3 separate regions of the Mus musculus genome follow, and regions 1 and 3 are each linked to region 2. A link is a contact called in public HiChIP or PLAC-seq and promoter capture Hi-C data. All regions are on one chromosome and are shown on one strand. The core of a region is the stretch at or near the end of the contact, and the rest is flanking DNA. Distances in the headings are between cores, read along the strand shown.

The links. HiChIP or PLAC-seq counts read pairs in DNA pulled down with a chosen protein or histone mark. Capture Hi-C pulls out chosen DNA fragments and counts their contacts.
Region 1: a promoter capture Hi-C map of liver shows a contact between it and region 2. The contact joins the promoter of Sema4a here to the promoter of Rxfp4 in region 2. A contact is called at or near these places in 1 of 115 datasets of contacts at active chromatin or transcription factors (pancreatic cancer cells) and 4 of 9 other capture datasets (adipose tissue, embryonic stem cells, liver and 1 more).
Region 3: a contact with region 2 is called in an H3K4me3 HiChIP or PLAC-seq map of bone marrow-derived macrophages, with 4 times the contacts expected there. The contact joins the promoter of Slc25a44 here to the promoter of Rxfp4 in region 2. A contact is called at or near these places in 1 of 39 promoter capture datasets (stem cell-derived epiblast-like cells), 2 of 115 datasets of contacts at active chromatin or transcription factors (bone marrow-derived macrophages and microglia) and 1 of 9 other capture datasets (adipose tissue).

Annotation. Positions count from the first base shown.
Region 1 is chr3:88,453,902-88,458,515 of GRCm38.p6, reverse strand. Sema4a (sema domain, immunoglobulin domain (Ig), transmembrane domain (TM) and short cytoplasmic domain, (semaphorin) 4A) reads left to right here and starts at 2,755. Exons shown (of 15, transcript NM_013658.3): 1 at 2,755-2,968; 2 at 3,670-3,837. The coding sequence starts at 3,699.
Region 2 is chr3:88,650,507-88,654,657 of GRCm38.p6, reverse strand. Rxfp4 (relaxin family peptide receptor 4) reads left to right here and starts at 1,516. Exons shown (of 1, transcript NM_181817.1): 1 at 1,516-2,760. The coding sequence starts at 1,516. The coding sequence ends at 2,760.
Region 3 is chr3:88,422,644-88,427,117 of GRCm38.p6, reverse strand. It overlaps Slc25a44 (solute carrier family 25, member 44), which reads left to right and starts at 1,977. Exons shown (of 4, transcript NM_178696.5): 1 at 1,977-2,390. The coding sequence starts at 2,347. It overlaps Gm33513 (a long non-coding RNA gene), which reads right to left and starts at 2,038. Exons shown (of 3, transcript XR_375819.2): 1 at 1,949-2,038.

The DNA of each region.
Region 1 (4,614 bases), core at 1,506-4,005, 200 kb after region 2:
GGTTGCCCCAAAGGTCCAGGAAGAGAAGGAGGCTGGGGACACTGGACATGCCAGGTCTCTGATGAAGCTAGGGGTGGCTTCTGTGCTGATATTCTTCCTCTGAAGAATCCGTGCAAGCTGGGGCAAGGGGTCGGATGAGGAGCTGACCCTCCACAATCCATCCCCCCCAAACCACCCCCACTCCCCACCTCTACTTTTGATGATTAAGTCCCACAGGAAGGGGCTACTCTCCTCTGTGGTTTGGGGGTTAGGGGAGGACTTGGGGGGACTGGAATCTGACAGAGGAGCTAAGTCTGATGCTGTGATTTCCTGGAGCTAACATGGTCCTGGGGTTTCCCCAGGCTGAGCTCCAGGGCTTACGGGAGAATTGGCTTGGGAGAGCAGGGGCAGGGAAGATGGCATTTTTTTTTTCTCTATAGCAGTGACTCCCAACCTTCCTAATACTGTGACCCTGTGATTCAATTCCTCACGTGGTGGTGACCCCAGCCATAAAATTATTTTCATTGCTACTTCATACCTGTGATTTTGCTACTGTTATGCTTAGCATTGTAAATGTGTGTGTTTTCTGATAGTCTTAGGTGACCCCTATGAGAGGGTCATTTGAACCTTTCTCCGCCCACCCACCCACACCCTATAAAGGGGGTCGCACCCCACAGGGTAAGAACCACTGTTTGCCTGCTGCCTGCTGCCCTTCCTGCCCTGGATGCTTCCAGCCACTGGCCCTGCCTTCCTCATTTGTGTAGTGAGGGAGGGTGTATGGCTTGACAGCCCTGAGTGTCCTGGAAGCAGAGCCTGCTACACCCTTTGTGGGGCCCAGTGTGAATGAAAACGTAGTCCTCTTTTTAAAAAATGATTAAGGCTTTCTCGAGGTAAGCAACAGCAGGAGGGAATACCCAGCATGGCCTCTTCTGAAGGCAGGACCCTGTGTGAGTGACAGGTGAGGCTCAGGGGTATGAGAGATGAGACGAGCTGGTGGGGCCATGTCCCTTTCTCCCCCTGCCTCTCTTCTCTTAGCTGGGCCTGAAAGGCACTGTGAGAGAGTGGGTGGCACCCCAGGGCTGGAAGCACCTAGGCTGAAGTTGACATCAGATGGCCTCTCTTCGGGGAGATTTCTGTTCCTTCTGAGTCAGGAGTCACCCTGAGTGATTGGTTCCTGGCTAGAGGAGAGAAAGCCCCTGCTCCTCCCACTCTGATGCCTGCCTACTCCCTCTGTTGAGCAGCTCTGAGCTGAGCTAATGCACTAGGGCAGGAGATGGGACTGAAGGAGCCAGCCATGTAGGGAGAGCTTCCGAATTAGACAGGTCTGAGGTAGATGGATGGACGTCAGGCTGTCCAGTCACCCCTGCTGCACTTCTGTTCTCTGTGCAGCAAGACTGTAGTGGAGCCTGCCTGCTGAAGTTGGGAAGCCTGAAGCCCCAAGTGTGAGCTTCTCACATTGTCCGAGGGCCTGGGAGAGCACTTGGTCTCCTGAGGACGCCCAGGGACAGGAAGAGAGTAAAGAAGGATGGCATTGGAGCTGCTCCTCTGGTCACAGCTCCTCCCTGTGACCCAGATAGGCCAATCTGTCTCCAAAGAGAGGCCCTGAGGTGGTGGCTTCCCAAGCCTGATCTAGAGGTCAAGGAGACTCAGAAGTTTGTGTCAGCACAGGGAGATTGGCAAAGTCCTCACAGTGAACGGAGAGCTTGGGGGGGGGCGGGTCTTAGCAAGCTTTGACAGATGAAGCCATCAGGAGGGTCTGTGTGAGCCCAGCTCCTGGGCCACACTGGAGAACGGAAGCAGAGGGGAAAGCATGAAGGGAAGGCCAAGCAGGCTCTACCGAGGAATGCTTTCCGTCTAGGAGCTGTAACTGGAAGGGTGGAGGACAGCCTACAGTGGGGACCATCCTGGCAGTGAGGATGGTGTTTACAGTGAAGATAGGGTATGTCCTGGAGGTAGACCAGCTTGGGTCACTGTGCTCTTTAACCTGAAGTCAGCTGACCCGGGAGAGTGGGCAGCAGCCCAACCACTCTTTATTGGCCTAGGAGCCCTTGGTTACTCATTAACCCTGCGTTATGAGGTCTTCCTGGAACCTTTGGGGAGGAGGAACCAGCCACCATGCCAGCTGGGTGCTTCAGCTCCAAAGCGTATCCCAAGAAGCACGCGTTCAAATGGGGAATTTCTCCAATTTCCCACTGAGACGTCAAATTACTAGGGCTTCCTCAGCAAAGTCATAGGGAAAAACCAAAAAACTAATACAAATGTAGGATTTTTATTTATTTTTTATTTTTTTGATACGGGGTTTCTCTGTATAGCCCTGGATGACCTGGAGCACACTCTGTAGATCAGGCTGGCCTCGAACTCAGAGATCTGCCTGCCTCTGCCTCCCGAGTACTGGGATTAAAGGTATGCCTCGCCACCATGCCAGCTTTAAACGTGTTATCTTTCAAGAATGTGGTCCTACTGGGTGTGGGAGGTCGGGAGGTCTCAGTATGTGGCAGTGGGGGAACCCCACAATGGGGTCAGAGAGAGAAGGAATAGGAGAGAGACGGTGTCATACCGAGCTCTCTTGAGCAAGAGGAGTCTGCAGCTTGGGCTGGTTAGACTGGAAGTGGTGTGCGGGAGAAACAAGGGCATCACTGAACTGGCCGGGAAGGAACTCTTAATTTCTGGATAGACTAAGGAGGGAGGGAGGTGTGTCTCCTGCAAGGCCTTCAAGCCTCACCCCCACTCCCACACTCCACCAGTCTCCCCGCCCTGATCCACCAACTTCCGCCCAAGCCAGCCAGGATCTGTCACAACTCGAGGTAGAAATTCTGGTTTCCCTGGCCTGAAACCCACACTGGCTCTGGCAGGATGGGTGCCTGGAGGGCCGCGCGCCCGTTCCAGCCAGGCTGAGCCTGCTTGCCTTGCCTGGACCCCCTTCTTTGCCTCGGATGGCACCCTGATTCAGGGTTTGAACACAGGACTTCTCAGTGTGGCTGGCTCAAGGGTATGTGAGATGAGGCGGGGGCGGGGGAGGGGTGTGAACCTGCATTCAGTGGCCATGGGGGAGGCTGATTGCGGAGCTCTGGGGAGGCAGACAGGGGGGCTGGAGAAGTTGAGAGTCTGCCAAGGACTCCTGCCCAGGCCACTCCCAGGAAATACAGAGGGCAGCCCCACCACAGTGGTAGATAAACTGGCACGCCCCTATCCCTAAGAAGAAGGCTAGATGGGCCCGATTAAGCAAGAGTCAGAGCCCCTGGGGGCTGAGGAGAGGGTAGGCTGTCTGCCTGGGTTGGGGTGAGTAGCGGGCATAAGGTGTCACAGCACAGGCCAGCCTGGGGAAATCTACCTTTTGCATACAGGAACTAGTTCCCTAGAAGACCTTTGCCCAGGGCCAGAGATGATCAGAGCTCTGGAGCACGGGGCCAGGAGATGCTGAGGGGGCAAAGTGGAAAGGAATTTTTCTGTGAGTCAGGTGAGAAATGGCAAGGTAGTTTTTTTAATGGTTAGGTGACCAGAGGCACAGCGTGGGCCACAGCAGCACCCTATGCAGAGGGCAGCAGGAGGCACCTTCAAGGCTGGGGATGGATGGAAGTGAGACTCTGAGGGCCCTTCCAGAGAGGAACTTCTGCCCCCTGGGGCTCTCCTATTGGCCCTCAGGAAGGGTGTGGTAAGCATGGCTAACCCAGAAAGTGCCTGTTTCCTCAGAACCATCTGGTGACCATCTCAGGCTGACCATGGCCCTACCATCCCTGGGCCAGGACTCATGGAGTCTCCTGCGTGTTTTTTTCTTCCAACTCTTCCTGCTGCCATCACTGCCACCTGCTTCTGGGACTGGTGGTCAGGGGCCCATGCCCAGAGTCAAATACCATGCTGGTAAGTGTCTAGTACCTGGGAGGTATGGATGGCACCATAGAGATGAAGGGGCTGAGGAAGGAGAAGGGTGTGCCAGAGGGGACGAAATGGCACGAAGAAACAGAGATGCCAGGGAGCCTGGGAGGGGCTGGGAGAAGAAGAGGCCACCTGAGGCACAAGTTGATCTGTAAGGGAAGGAAGGGTCACTGTGACCCTTTTCTGCCAACTCAGTGGTTTTTCTTTCCCTCAAATGTCAGTCACTAAGCAAGGAGCCTTAAACTCCTGACTGCTTTTTCAGTACCAGGAGCTGGAAAGCTAAAGCTCGCTCTAGATTGTCTGAGGAGCTGGAGGGCCCAAGCCAACTGCAGAGGTCACACCGGGCCAGATCCTGTCCAGGAGACTGGGCATCAGAAGGGATCCTAGCAGCTCACCCAGCCTCGGTGGTTTCTTGAGGAGGCTGTTCGGTTACTGACACCTTTAGTTCCAGGAAATGCCCCAGGGGAAGTGCCACATATACCACACACCCACCCACCCACACACACACACACACACACACACACACACAGAAGTAAGTTACTTCTGTTCACGGATGTAGTTTAGCATCCTTCTGAGGCAAAATGGTAAAGGAGATGTAGCAGTCGGTGGATAGAGCGGCATCTCTGGGTGGGATGGGAGTGCAGGCACAAACAAGCCTGCGTTTCAAGGGGAAGTACAATGAGCTCTCTTCAGAGTTCAGGAGAAGCCAATCTAGGCAGTATTGTTTCCATTTTGTCTTTGGATTCCTCTTGGTTTCCAGGC
Region 2 (4,151 bases), core at 267-2,766:
TAACTTCTGTAAGGAATTTTTATTTATATGTATGTCTGCACGTATGGACATGTAGCACATTCGAGCCAGTGGAGACCAAAAGAGGGGGTCAAATTCTTTAGAACTGGAGTGATAGATGACGGTGAGATACTAGATGGGTGCTGGGTACCACACGCAGGTCATCTGCAAGATACTAACTCCTTAGGTATCTCTAGCCCCAATTTAAAACTATTTAAATAGTATTTGCCTGTGTGAGCATGGATGTTCAGTATGCTACTGAATGCAGGCAAATGTCAGGACAACTTTCAGGAATCTGTTCTCTCCTCCCACCTTGTGGATCCTGACCACCCAGTGCACATTGTCAGGGCCGACAAGCAGGTACTTGATATCTAGTCCCAAACTTGTTTGGTTTGGTTTTGAGACAGGGTTTCAGAACCTAACCTTGTCTGGCCTGGAATTCAGTAGACAGACCAGGCTGGGTGTGCCAGCAAACCATTAAGCCTGTCACCATCTAATCTTATTTTGAAGATTTAGTAGTGCTGGGGGGTACATACTACTGTGCATGTATAAAAGTCAGAAGACAACCCCGGGATGCCTGTCCTCTCCTACCTTTATGTAGGCAGGTTCCAGGGACAGCCATCTCCACGGGCGTATTTATTTATATATAGATTATACCTTGTTGTACTGCCAAGTTTGGCCTTGGTGATCAGGTGATCCAGCTGCCTCAGCCATGCAGGTAGCAGTGACCACAGCTCTTTGGCATCTCGCTGAATTGTATATTTTCTTAACACTTTTGGGGGGAGAATTGTGTGTGTGTGTGTGTGTGTGTGTGTGTGTGTGTGTGTGTGAGATGAGTGTGGAGGTCAAAGGGCAGCTTGTGAGTGGCATGTCTATCCTTCTCCTATGCAGATCCTGTAGACTGAATTCAAATCACCAGGCTTGGCAGCAGGCCCCTTTCCCCAAACAGCCCCGATCTCTGGCCTGCCCCCATTAACATTTTAAGCAAAGCAGCACAGGGCCCCAATCAGAGAGACACAGGAAAGGCACAGCAACTGTGGGACTCTGAGTGATGTGTGTTCCTCTCTCTTTTTCTGACTCCCAGTCTGGTTTTCTAATGCCATATTCCTTCCCTAACCTCTCCTCACACCTCTCCTTTTCTCAGAGAGCTCTCTGCACTCCGGGGAGAGAGAAAAAGCGTCTTCTGGTTTGGCTCCACATCTCTACTGTTTCCCTTTCCTTCCCTATTACATGCATGTTGACAGTGTGAACATAGCCCTCCCTTGCACTGCCCCACCCACCACGGTTGTCCAACTGGGAAGAAGCAGGCTGTTCTACCCACACCTGTCCCTCTTAGGTGTGAGCATGGGCAGGGGCTCTTACAACCCGAAGCTCTAGACCAACACCCAGATTCCAAGGGCTCTTCTAAGAGCTCTCCTGAGACAACAGCGGCGGCGGGTGGTTGCTTGCCAGGCCGGAAGGCGGGCACTCCCTGGTTCCTCTGCTCTGCTGTGCTCTAGCAACCTCCGCGGTCTTGCGATGGCCACATCCAATTCTTCTGCCTCTCTGCCCACCCTCTTCTGGGTCAATGGCTCTGGAGACAGCGTGCTGAGCACTGACGGTGCTGCCATGCCTGTCCAGTTCCTTGTTCTGAGGATCATGGTTGCACTGGCCTATGGACTTGTAGGTATCATTGGCTTGCTGGGAAATTTGGCCGTACTGTGGGTTCTAGGTAACTGTGGTCAGCGTGTGCCCGGCCTGTCTTCTGATACCTTTGTCTTCAGCCTGGCTCTAGCAGACTTGGGGCTGGCCCTTACTCTCCCTTTCTGGGCAACCGAGTCAGCAATGGACTTCCACTGGCCTTTCGGAAGTGCCCTCTGCAAGGTAGTCCTGACCACCACCGTCCTCAGCATCTATGCCAGCACCTTCCTAATCACAGCACTGAGTATCGCGCGATACTGGGTGGTAGCCATGGCTGTGGGACCAGGTAGTCACCTCTCAGTCTTTTGGGCCCGTGTGGTCACCCTGGCAGTGTGGGTGGCAGCTGCCCTGGTGACTGTGCCCACAGCAATCTTTGGGGCTGAAGTTGAGTTGTGGGGCGTGTGCCTCTGTCTTCTGCGTTTCCCCAGCAGATACTGGCTGGGAGCTTACCAGCTACAGAGGGTAGTTCTGGCCTTCATCGTGCCCTTGGGAGTCATTACCACCAGTTACCTGCTGCTGTTGGCCTTTCTAGAGCGGCAGCAAAGATGCAGGCCACGACAATGGCAGGACAGCCGAGTGGTAGCCCGCTCTGTCCGTGTCCTGGTGGCTTCCTTCGCCCTCTGCTGGGTTCCCAACCATGTAGTCACTCTCTGGGAAATTCTGGTAAGGTTTGACCTGGTGCCCTGGGACAGTACTTTCTACACCTTTCATACTTACATCCTTCCCATCACCACCTGCTTGGCCCACAGCAACAGCTGCCTCAACCCTGTGATCTATTGTCTCCTGCGGCGGGAGCCCCAGCAGGTTCTTGTCAGCTCCTTCAGAGCTCTCTGGTCAAGACTGTGGCCTCAAAGGAAGGCCTGCATGGAACAAATGGCCCTCAAGGAGGTAGGCGGGAGAACGGTAGCCAGCACCCAGGAGAGTGGCTCTTCTAGGACACACACAAACACAATGGAACACCTGGATGAAGGATGCAGCCTGAACACTCTCCTTTCTGAGACCTATCAGGGGCAGAGCCCACAGATTCTAGGGAGGAGCAGCTGCTCTCTCAGTCAGGCTGCTGTGTCCCCAGGAGAAGTCTGATCTTTGATCACCAACTCTGGGTGTGACAGAACGGAGAAGCTGGAGTCCAAACAGGAGGTGGATGTGGCAAAGCTTATCTCTGGAGATGGCAAAGAGGAACTGAGAATAAACCAGATCGGTCAGAGACTGTCTTGACCTTTCATGCAAGTACTTCACAGGATAACTAACGTCCATCACCCGGTTTAGACTAACAGGTCAGGTGTCGGTTCTCCCTGTCACTTTAGAATAGGGCACCCGTTATGCCTCTTTGGTACCAAACCCAAAAATGTATTCTCTGGCCAATAAGCTTTTTGTCATCTTAGAGGTACCCATTAGGAATGATGTAGAAGCCTCCCCTTCAACGTTTGTCTGTCGTTTTGCTGCCACAAGATGCAGACCCTGAGTGTATAGCCTTTGAGAATAGTGAATAGATCTGTCCCTTTCAATCAAGGATTGGGTAACAATCACAAGGGTCTGGGCGTGGGGGTGGGGAGTCAAGAGATACAGAAAAGTTTTGTAGGCTGAGGGTCAGAAACCAGAAGCTAGTCTCACTGAGTACAACTGCACTTCAGCCAAGCGCCAGAGCATGTGGGCTGGAATCTTCCCCCCACGCAAATTATTCTAGAAGTCAGTTCTCCCCTTCTAAAATTGGAGGCAGGGTTTCATCATACCCAGGCTGGTCTCACACTGTAAAGCTGAGGGTCGCTTGGAATCTTTAATCTTGATCCCAGATGCTCGAATTATAGGCATGTGCCAACAAGTTGAGCTTTTCAGATCATTTTAGCCTATTCTTCCTTCTTTCCTGTACTTATGTATGTATGTATGCATGCTTGCATGTACATTTGTGTTCACACTTGTACGTGTGTCAGAAGCAAACATAAGGTTTTTTCATTTCCTCGTCTTTGTTTTTATTGAGACGGTCTTACGACCTAACCCTAACTGTCCTGGAATTCACTCTGTAGACCAGGCTGTCCCTTGAACTCAGACACTCACCTGCTTCTGCCTCCCATGTGCTGGAACTACAGGCATGTGCCAACGCACCTTGCTTTGATTTTTAAAAAAATTACACTTTATTCAAGTGTGTTCAGACGAGGAGACATGTTCCACATGCATGTGGCGATCAGGACAGCTTGGGGTCTGCTTTCTCTTTCCCCCCTCTTAAGATTCTGGGAGTCAGCTTAGGCCATCAGGCTTTCGGGCAAGGGTCTTTACCCGGGGAAGCAGTTTTCTAAACCCTCCACACGATGTTTATTTGGGTTTTCTTGTTTTTTTCTGAGACAGGGTTTCTCTGTGTAGCCCTGGCTGTCCTGGAGCTCACTTTGTAGACCAAGCTGACTTCGAATTCAGAAATCCGCCTGCCTCTGCCTCCCAAGAGCTGGGATTAAAGGCGTGCTCCACCACGCCTGGCTCAA
Region 3 (4,474 bases), core at 728-3,227, 230 kb after region 2:
TAGTGCTGAGGCTGAAGTGGGTTTATCTTTTTCCAGTTGCTTTTATATCATTCTAAGGACATGCAAAGAATAAGGTCAACTCTAGGTCAAGGAACAAACAATTCTGGTGGTATTCAGGGACTTATCAAGATGATCAAGAACTTGAGCCCACATCCTCGTCCTAGCCAATGTCAAATTCCTGCCAAATTTCTAGAAGGCAGCCCCAAAGCTCTCCACGTTTCCCCAAAGCTAGAAGGGACTCTGAGTTTTCCCCCAAGCCCCCAGAAAGAAATGAATGTTCAGAGGCCATCACGATGTCTCAAGCCTGTAATCCCAGAACATGCCATGGTGAGGTAGAACCACTGCTATAAATCTGAAGTTACCCTAGGACCATGGTAAGTTTCAGAATAGCTTGGGCTACAATGTGAGACCTTGTCTCAAAACAAAATCACCTGGTACCCATTAATTACTACATTCAAACTTTGTTTTTATGTATCAGTATAGTTGAAAAAAAAAAAAGACAGATTGTGTCCTAGTTTGCTTTCCATTACTGTGATAAACAACACGACCAAAAACAATTTGACAAAGGATTTATTCTATCTTTTCTTTGATCTTTTTTGTTTTTTTGGTTTTTTTTTTTGAAACAGTCTCTTTATATATTCATGTAGGTCCTGGAACTCACTATGTAGATCACGCTGGCTTTGAACTCACAGGGATCCTTCTGCCTAGCCTCCGATGTTCTGGAACTAAAGGCTTGTGCAATCACACCCAACCTGGATTAATTTAACCTTACAGGTTACAGTTCATAATAAAGGCAAGGCAGGGCAGGAACCCAGAGGCAGAAACTGACACAGAGACTAAGAGAGAGTATATAGTGCTTTCTCCTTGGGTTCACATTCAGATTGCTCAAGGGTAGCACAGCCCACACTGGGCTGGGCCTTTCCACATCAGTCATTAACCAATAAAATGCTAACAAATCAGTCCACTGAAAGCAATTACTCGATTTACATTTCCTCTTCCCAGATGAATCTAGCCAACATCAAGCTGACAAAAACAAAACAACAAAATCTTTTTTGGGGGGCGGGAGTTGGGGGTTTGAGACAGGTTTCTCTGTGTATTCCTGGCTGTCCTGGAACTCACTCTGTAGACCAGGCTGGCCTCGAACTCAGAAATCTGCCTGCCTCTACCTCCCAAGTACTAAGATTAAAGGCGTGTGCCACCACGCCCGGCAAAACAAAATCTTACCAGCATAGACTGAAAGTATAGAACAAACAAACACCTTTTAAAAATATATATATGTGTAAAACCAGACCCACAGCTGGTGTCACCGCTGTTTATCCAAATTGAGTTACTATATCTGAAAATTAGCTACCTTATCGTGCCTTCCTTTACCTCTACTGTTTGGGCTCCAAATATGAGAAAAAGCTACGGAAAAACTAAAGATTAGATTTCCCCTCCTCTCTACTTAAAATTCGAATTCTAAAATTTAGGTTTGAATATAAAGATTCCACTAGATCTTTAAGCAAAAGGTGACTTCACTGTATTGTCAAGAAGAGTCCCAGAAACCAGGAGTGGAGGAGCAGGTCTGCAATCTTAGCACTTGGAAATCTGAGACAGGGGAATTAATGAGTTGGACGCCCCCCAGGTCTTGGTAGCAAGACTTTTCCCAAAAAGAAATGAAAGTAAAACAAAAAAAAGGAGAGAGAGAGAGAGAGAGAGAAGTAAAGAAGAAAAAGAAAGAGAAAGGGAGGGAGGGAGGGAGGGAGGGAGGGAGAGAGGGAGCAGAGTCCTCTGCCTCTGGGTTTAAGTGTCAGCCAATTACGAAGTCCCCTAGCAGGACTCGTTTGCGTGGTTGGCTTGAGGGCATATAGAAGCTAAAGGAGGCGGGGCTAGTTCCCTAATCCAAGATGGCCGAAGAGGCGCTTCTAGAGGGAGGCTCAAAGGCTGATAATGCCATTGGTGGAATTACCGCTGCTTCACAGTGGGAGGGAATGACAGCATCTCAGTTTCCGGTTCCGGCAATACCGGGATCCCAGTGGAGATGGAGGAAGATGCGAACCGAGTCTGGCTGTCGCTGGGACTGGAGGATAGCGCGGGGGCTGCGGTCTAGGAGTCCCAGTCTCAGACGCGGCTAAAGCGCTGGGGTCTGAGAAGGAAAGCGACCACGGTGCTTAGGTGTCTTGAAGGATCAGAGGTACCTAAGGTTCAACCTGTCGAGGAGGCAGTGGATATCTGTCTGTTCTGCGGGGCTGCATCGCCATGGGAAGCCGCTCTGCAGTTTTGGCAACGAAAGGCAAGTCCCCCGAGGCATCTCGTCCTGGCCGAGGAGCATGAGAGACTGACAGCTAGAGAAGCCTGACGAGGGGTATGCCCGGGGACTCTGAATTGGCCGTGCAAGAGCCTGACAGAAGGTGCATAAAGGAGGGTGTCACGTGGAGTGTGTGGAGGGGATTGTCATGTGGTGTGTGTGATGGAGGATCACGTGGAAATCTATTGAAGACCAATGAAGACTAGGTGGAACCTCACCATGCCGGAGGGAGGAGGCTTAGATTGGGAGGCGACATAGTCAGGACCTAGTGAAGGGCAATGAATAGCTAGCGGGACAGTTAATTCGCGTTTATGTGGGTGACAGCTCCCAGAATGCAGAACCTGAAGTGGCAGAGAGAAAGAAAAGAGGGTGCTGGGAAGTATCTGTTTTGTCTGAGAATGGCAGCCTGGTGTCTGGTCAGGAGTTGACCCGATGTGGTGGGAGTGGCTGATTGGAATGGACCAGTTAATCATCATTGTGTCCACTACCAAGGATGGAATCAGAGGACTCCTAACCTGGTTCTAATGATGCTGGAATCTGAGAATAGTTATAGTTCTTATAAAACTGACAAGCTGGAATAAGTAAAGCAATGCTTCTCACATTTTACAATCCATATATTATCTAGAGATGTTAGAGTGTTGTTTCTTATCAGCAGGTTTACAGTATGGCCTGAGTCCCCTCTGACCCCCAAGACAGGTTTTACTGTGTAAACCAGGCTGACCTTAAACTCCTGTTTCTCTTGCCTCAGCCCCCTTGGGCTAGTGTGATAGACCTGTGCTACCACACCTAGGTCTGCTCTTATATAGACAACTATATTGTCCATGCCATCTGTGGACCAGATGGCTGGTGAGGACTTGGAGTAACCCTGCTCAGTAGAACCTTGTGCAGTAAGGGAAATACTTTACTGTTAGCAAAATCCTTCCACAGTTGTTAACTCCAAGGGCCAAAGATCTAGCTCAGTTGGTAGAATGCGCATAGCACACAGCTCAGAATAAACCCGGCAAGTGTTATCGTGGCTCACATCTATAATCCCAGCATTTAGGAATTGCAGATAAGAGGCTCAGAAGTTCAAGGCCAGTTTGGGCCACTTGAAACTCATACCAAACAAACAACAAAACAGCAGCAAAGGCAGCAAAGCAAAGCAAGAGAGTAGTTCTGAGTTTTGCTTATGTGAGGAGAGTTGTAACACGTGCATATTTGAGCTAGTCTACTTTCCATTTCATTTGATAACTTCAAGCATAAAACGCTCCCTGGTCTGGGCGATCTGATGGGATGTACAGAAGGCACTTAGTGATTCACAAACAATGCTTTGGTTGTTGGTTTGGTTGGGGTTTTTTGTTTGTTTGTTTTGGTTTTTTTTGAGATAGGGTTTCTCTGTGTAGCCTTGACTGTCCTGGAACTCACTCTGTAGACCAGGCTGGCCTCGAACTCAGAATTCCGCCTGCCTCTGCCTCCCGAGTGCTGGGATTAAAGGCGTGCACCATCACTGCCCAACTCTGTTGTTGTTGTTGAAGATTTATTTATTTGTTATATGTAAATACTCTATAGCTGTCTTCAGACATTCCAGAAGAGGGCATCAGATCTCATTACAGATGGTTGTGAGCCACCATGTGGTTACTGGGATTTGAACTCAGGACCTTTGGAAGAGCAGTCAGTGCTCTTAACTGCTGAGCCATCTCTCCAGCCCCTCTGTTGTTTTTTAAAGCAGGATTTCTTGTAACCCTGGGTGGTCTTGAACTTGCCATAGTCAAAGATGACTAGAGACTTGTGATCTTCCACCTCCCAAATGCTAGGACTATAGGCCTGGGTCACCATATCATTGTTGTTGTCGTGCCATGGTGGGAATTAAATTTAGGACTGGGTACATGCTAGGCAGTCACTCTGTCAACTAAGCTACAACCCTAGCCCCATGAACAGAAAATCCAGAATTGGAGTCCAGTACCACAAATAAGGTCAGACAAAGGGCCAGAAGGAAGATGGACTGGCTGAACCAGGAGAAAAGAAGGCTGAGGAATGATTGCATTCATATTTCTAAAAAGAGAGTTTTCCAGCAGATGAAACAAAAACTGATATTTCAGCAGGGCATCTGGAGGCTATAGGACATTGGAGCAAGCTGAGATCCCACTTTCAGGGAGAAATTTCCCCTAATCCAAGGGTATAGTGCCCTCTCAGCCTTCTAATATGGTG